Regions from separate parts of the Sus scrofa genome. Here region 2 is linked to region 1. The links are chromatin contacts, called in public HiChIP or PLAC-seq maps. All regions are on one chromosome and are shown on one strand. Each heading gives the region's core, a stretch centred on a gene start, on an enhancer-like site or on the middle of the called end of the contact. The rest is flanking DNA. Distances are from core to core; before and after follow the strand shown. Region 1 overlaps LOC100523747 (phospholipid-transporting ATPase IB). Region 2 overlaps LOC100523747 (phospholipid-transporting ATPase IB).

Region 1 (2,838 bases), core at 180-2,679:
TGGAGCTTTAAGTCATGTGTGTCTTTAATTGTGAGGGAAACTAACAGTGGAGAACATGTCTGAAAAGCTGGAAATATATTTTTTAATATTCATGCCAAAAGGCAAGTTCTAATTAAGAATTTTGGAAAGTTCCGTATCTTTCAGGGAACAGAACCCCAGCTCCAACTCCCTGTGCCTTTTGGAACAGCCACGTCCATTGCAACGTTCCGTAATTGGTTTTTTATTAAAATGAGAGGCTGCCATATAAATTTTAGCAACGAGGCTAAATAGGCATTAACAGGCCGTGGGATCCAACCACAATTTGTAACATCGTTCCTTTGGGAAAATAGATTCTAAGTGCCCTAACTAACTTACAAATAGACTTTTGAATCATAGTCCATTTGAGAATAAGGAACTGTTTGTGATAGTAATACCTCCGATTGGCTTGCTCCAGAACGGCACAGAAGGGACCTATATTCTGCCACACATGTGTGGTGAGCTGAGCTAGTCTGGGTTTGATCAAAGATTATTGCTGAGTGGGCACTGAAAGCCTAGGAATAAAAACCGAAGCGGAGGCTGGGGACAAGTCAGGGGGGGACGGATGGTTCTGGAGGGTCTAGTTGTCATGGAGAAGTTTTCATCCCAGGGGCACAGGTGGGATGCCAAGCAGGTGCAGTGAAAGATGGAGGAGATGGTTCAGGTGAGGGGGGGTGGTTAGGCGTCCAGGACCTCGAAGGCACAAAGACCAGGATTCATGGGGCGGGAGAGTCCAGAACAGGTCACTTTAAAGGAAAACGGCGTGTAAGCTGTTCCGGGAAGGCTGGACAGCTCACCGGGGGTCACACCGATGCCTGCAGGAGCCAGAAATAATCTCTTCAAGATAGTACCGTGAAGGTTTGGCGTAGACACATGGATGTATTCGTGGAGTCAGCACATTTATTCCGCACCTGCTCCGGGCTCGCACGATCAGAGGCTGGCAAGAGGAGCGTCTGCCTTCATCGAATTTCCAGTTGAGTGTAATTCCAGCCAAATACAGCTCTGAGCCAGAGCAGGCCGGGGTATGATGTGGTGATGTCTGTGATCTGCCTGTAAGGAGGATATTAGGTTTTCATGATTTCATCTCTGTTTGCGTGGGTTGGTATTGGCCACCCGGATTGTATTAGACGACTTAGGGGGCAGGCAGCTTCGAGCAGAGTAGGAACTCCCGGAACCACGTCTGGTCTGGCTGATTGTGATAGGTTTGACTCAACTGCTTAATTGAACCCTTTGTATGTATGAGAAACCGTGTATTTGTTTATGTGCCGAGCAAATGCCGAGGCTGAGAAATGCCCAGGGTTGGAGAAACCGCCCAGGCCATGGAATATAAATCTGGGATTTCTTTGACTGGCGTTGTGTGCTTTAGGGACGGCAGGTGCCGCGTGGCCGCCGTGTTCCCACAGGGTGCCGTTCAGCACAGTCGATGGGTCATTTCTCCCATGGGCAGCACCTTGCCCTGCTCACCACCTCTCTGTGTATTCAAGGCCAGGTCTGCCGTGTTGCATGTTCTGCCACTGCAGTTACCACAGGGCGTAGAAGGCTCGTTCCAGACAGTAAACATGATAGGTGGTGGCATATGCGGGAACTGTGGGTCCCCATGGTGCTGTGGCTGCAGACACGCCATTTGTCTCCGTGCCCGCTATGCCTAGAAGAACGCGCCATCACCAGTGAGCTCGTCGGCTCAGGCTGCTGTAGCAAAAGAGCCATCGACTGTGTGGCGTAAACCACAGGAATGTACTCCTGGTCAGGAAGCCTAGAAGCCCAGGATGGAGATGCTGGCCGATCCAGGGTCTAATGACGGCACTCTTGCTGGTTTGTTCCTGCTGTGTCCTCGTGTGGCCAGAGGGCAGATTAGGGTTGAGGGGGGAGGGAAGAAGGGAGAAAAAGCTCTCCAGTCTCTTCCTGTACCTCCTACAACGGCACTCATCTTGTTGCAAGGGCTCCACCCTTGTGACCTAATGACCCCCAGAGGCCCCATCTCCGGAGTCCTTGGGGATTGGGGTTTTGACATGTGACGTTGGAGGGACATGAGCATTCAGTCCGTAGCACCTTTTTTGGTCCACCTTGAAATTGTTTCAGCTTAGTATCACCCACGTTCCCAGGCCCCGCGGGCTGTATGCCGTGGGAAAGGCTTGCAGGAAGCACAGCCACGCGAGCTACCCTGTCCCCCCAGGAGCTGTTAGAGCTCCAGCTCCCTTTCAGGTCCTCCTTACATGTTTGTTGAGGGGGAGGCGAGGTGGAGATTGCATGTGTCTTGATGTAAGAGATTTGTCCACGGGTCCCGGCCTGGGTTCTCATCTGGTCTAAGACTCCCTGTCTTGACCAGGGAGGTTCTTTTGCTGCTCAGATTTGCACAGCCAATAATGAAGATTTGTCCGATGGCCAAAGAATGGAGAAGAGGGAGCTTCGTTGGCACATCAACTTCTCAACCCAGTTGGGGCGGGGACACCGTCTTTATCGGTGGTTGGGAGTAAAAGGGAGGGATTTGGGAAGAGTGGGAGGAATGTTTGTGACTTATCTGGGCGCAGGGCTGAGCTTGTCACCAGAACCGATGCAGCTGCCCTTTCTAGTCCTTGTGTGGGCTCGGCTGGCTGTTGTCATGGCAGTTGTCAGCTGTCAGGGTGCTGGTGGGCGTGTCATTTAGTATGCTGATGTCTTACAGCGAGCAAATAAGAGGCTCCAAGGCTAGTGAAACCTATTCCACCATTTCGACTTAAAAAAAAAAAAAAAGTGCAACCTAAAAGTTGAGAAATATTTTATTTGGTGGACTTTCTGAGGACTTGAGCCCAGGAAGCAGCTCCTCAGACGGCTCTGAGAGGCTGC
Region 2 (2,838 bases), core at 191-2,690, 180 kb after region 1:
GGCTGCGGGCTCGGGAGCAGGACATGCCGGCCGATCTCTGCCACCCCTGCCCCGCACCTCGGCCCCCTGCCCGGGACGCCCATCCTCGCTCCAGCCCAAGGCTTCCTTCCTCCCCTCTTCTCTCCTGCATCTCCTTCTCCGACCCCATCCTTCTCACCCTCCATCCTTCCCCCTGTGAGAGGCCCGTTCCTTCGGGAGGTGAGTGTGTAGGCTGACGGCGTCCCGGGTGTCACCGTCCCTTCCAGCTCTAGGACAGAAGAGAGGGCGGCTGCTCTTCAAGTTACCGAGTTAGTAGACCAGCCGCCCCCCCGGCCCCCGCCCCGAGAAGTCTTAGTGGCCCATGATCCCAATGGGGCCCTTTCGTTCCTATTAATTCTGTAGTGTGGTTTCCCCTAGAATTAAAAATGTCATAATAGGATGGGGGGAGCTTTGACCAGAGCAAGGGACTGTGGATTTGAGGCATTTTTCCCCTTTTAGAAGTGGCCTTGGGAGTTCCCTTTGTGGCTCAGCAGTTAATGAATCTGACTAGGAACCATGAGGATGCAGGTTTGATCCCTGGCCTCGCTCAGTGGGTTAAGGATCTGGCGTTGCCGTGAGCTGTGGTGCAGGTTGCAGATGCAGCTCGGATCTGTGTGGCTGTGGCGTAGGCCGGCGGCTGTAGCTCCGATTTGACCGCTGGCCTGGGAACCTCCATATGCCTTGGGTGCGGCCCTAAAAAGCAAAAATACATACATACATATATACATACATACGAACGCACATACATACATATGTACGTACACACACACAAGTGGCCTTGGACCCAGTTGCAGGGACTGTTCCCAAGCTTTAGTGCTGGGTGATGATACGTGAGAATCGCGTGGTGTGCTCCTTGCCCTGTCATCCAATATTCGCTGCTAATAACCAGGATTCCTATTGAAGGGATGGGTTTTTCAGGAAAAGCAGAGGGAATTGAAGGGTCAAAATTCCAGAGGCTGACTCTGAATAAGGTCCTGGCAGAGGGAGTGCGGGAGAGCCCGAATTAAAAGATCGATGTCCCAGAGCAGCGCGTGACCTGACCTTGAGGATAAGCCTTTGTTTCAAGTCGCACTTGATTTGAAAACAGTTTTCTCCCTAAGAATATTACAGTAGCTAGTTCTGAAACTGACAGGTAATGTCGTCTCTCAGATTAGGTCATATGTTTGTACTCCTGGATTAATCGACAATGTTAAGATTTCCACGTTGCCTAGTACGGCCCCTGTCCCACCCCCCAAAGAAGCTGGAATGTCGGGGTGATGACGGTGGAATAAGGTTTGGCTGGGATGAGGTCATAAGTCTCCGTTAGTTCTCCTTCTGGAAGGTTCCCAAAGTCGAAAAGGCGGCTTTTGGCTCCTGCTGGATCTGACTGCGTGTTTCGTGTGCTCTCATAACAGGTCATTCGGTGCCTCTGCTTCACATACAGTGCCTGTCAGATGTAGCCTGCCCTTTGGCCTAGTTTTGGTCACATGTGCAAGTGCCGTCTGCCCTTTGTAAACAGGGCGCTAAATCCAGACCAGGGGTGTGAAATGCAGCTGCTGCCACGCACAGCCTCACACACCCCATGTTCATCGGGTACCAACAGCGGAGAGGGGAGGCCTCGTGGGCAGAGTGCCTTCCCAAGCCAGACAGGGGAACCCATGCCAAGCAGCAGCCCCAGGCCTCTTTGTGCATCTGGGAGCTGCTGAGCGGAATGTAGGAAAAACGTTCCAAGACTTAAGGCCTTCTCCAGAGGCACCATCAGAGATTTACTGCCATGAAAGTGGAAAATTATGAGAAAAACATGATGAGGTTTCCATTTGCCAGGCCCTTGGCATTCCACAGCCTTTTACAGATGCAGCATTGCCGGGTGTTCATTATAGCATCGAATTTGCAGAGAAAAGGAGCTTCCAGTTAGGCCGTGGACGACACCTAATCAACGAGCAGACAGAACAAGCTTTTCCACGGACCAGTCAATTCTCCACAATATCTAAGTGGTCTCTCTAAACATCCATGCTGGGTGATTACCTTCATAGAAAGTTCAGAAACTTGCAAAACTAACTTATGGTGTTAGAGGTCAGGTCACTGGTTACGCTTGGGTGGAGGAGGAGTAAGAAATAGGAGAGGCCAGAGGCGTTTTCTGTTAAGTTTCTGGGGGGTTTCACCTGAGTGCTGTGTCCTCAGAACACATTTTGTGAAAATGAAAACTCACTTGCCATGCACCCATGTCATCTATGTACTTGGTCATCATATATGTATTTTCCTTTGATAAAAAATTGACATTTAAAATTATGGCACAAGAGCATAAGGAAAAAATTCTTTCCTAAATCCAGCTCGCATTGATAATAAATTCAGACAAGCGGAAGAGAAAAGAAGCTGCAAGTCTAAGTAGCTGTTTCCTGTGGCACAGGAGGTGGGAACCCTCTGGGGTGTATGGCTTCTTATGACTCTTTCTATTAAGTTTTGGCCTGTCTGTTGAGGGTCCCAGGTTGGTTTTTTGGCTTGTTTTTGTTTTGACAGACTGATAATAAGCATATCAATTATGTTTTTTGATCTCAATAGAATGCTTGAATAAATGTTTGTATTGCATCTTAGTGAATAATCTTAAAAATTCATAAAAAAAAAAATTCATGTAAATATGCTGGCTGGGGTCAGTCCAAGAAGAAGATATAATAGTTGTAAATATATATGCCCCCAATAGAGAAGCACCTAAATATATAAGGCAAATGTTAACCCACATAATAATAATACAATAATAGTAGGGGACTTTAATACCCCACTTATATCAGTGAGCACATCATCCAGATAGAAAGTCAATAAGGAAACACAAGCCTTAAATGACAC

What was found. HiChIP or PLAC-seq counts read pairs in DNA pulled down with a chosen protein or histone mark.
Region 2: a contact with region 1 is called in an H3K27ac HiChIP or PLAC-seq map of skeletal muscle. The contact joins two enhancer-like sites. A contact is called at or near these places in 1 of 47 Hi-C or Micro-C datasets (fetal skeletal muscle) and 1 of 2 datasets of contacts at active chromatin or transcription factors (skeletal muscle).

What each region holds. Positions count from the first base shown.
Region 1 is chr11:3,507,397-3,510,234 of Sscrofa11.1, forward strand. All of the region lies in intron 24 of LOC100523747 (phospholipid-transporting ATPase IB), which reads left to right. Among named protein-coding and RNA genes, the nearest start is that of NUP58, 280 kb to the left of the region's middle. Within about 2 kb of position 1,430, at least 3 of the 83 cell types and tissues checked have an H3K27ac peak or open chromatin away from gene starts, as enhancers often do. A contact at or near this core is called in fetal skeletal muscle and skeletal muscle, where this site is marked.
Region 2 is chr11:3,686,646-3,689,483 of Sscrofa11.1, forward strand. The region is part of intron 33 of LOC100523747 (phospholipid-transporting ATPase IB); the gene reads left to right. Among named protein-coding and RNA genes, the nearest start is that of SHISA2, 120 kb to the right of the region's middle. Within about 2 kb of position 1,441, at least 3 of the 83 cell types and tissues checked have an H3K27ac peak or open chromatin away from gene starts, as enhancers often do. A contact at or near this core is called in fetal skeletal muscle and skeletal muscle, where this site is marked.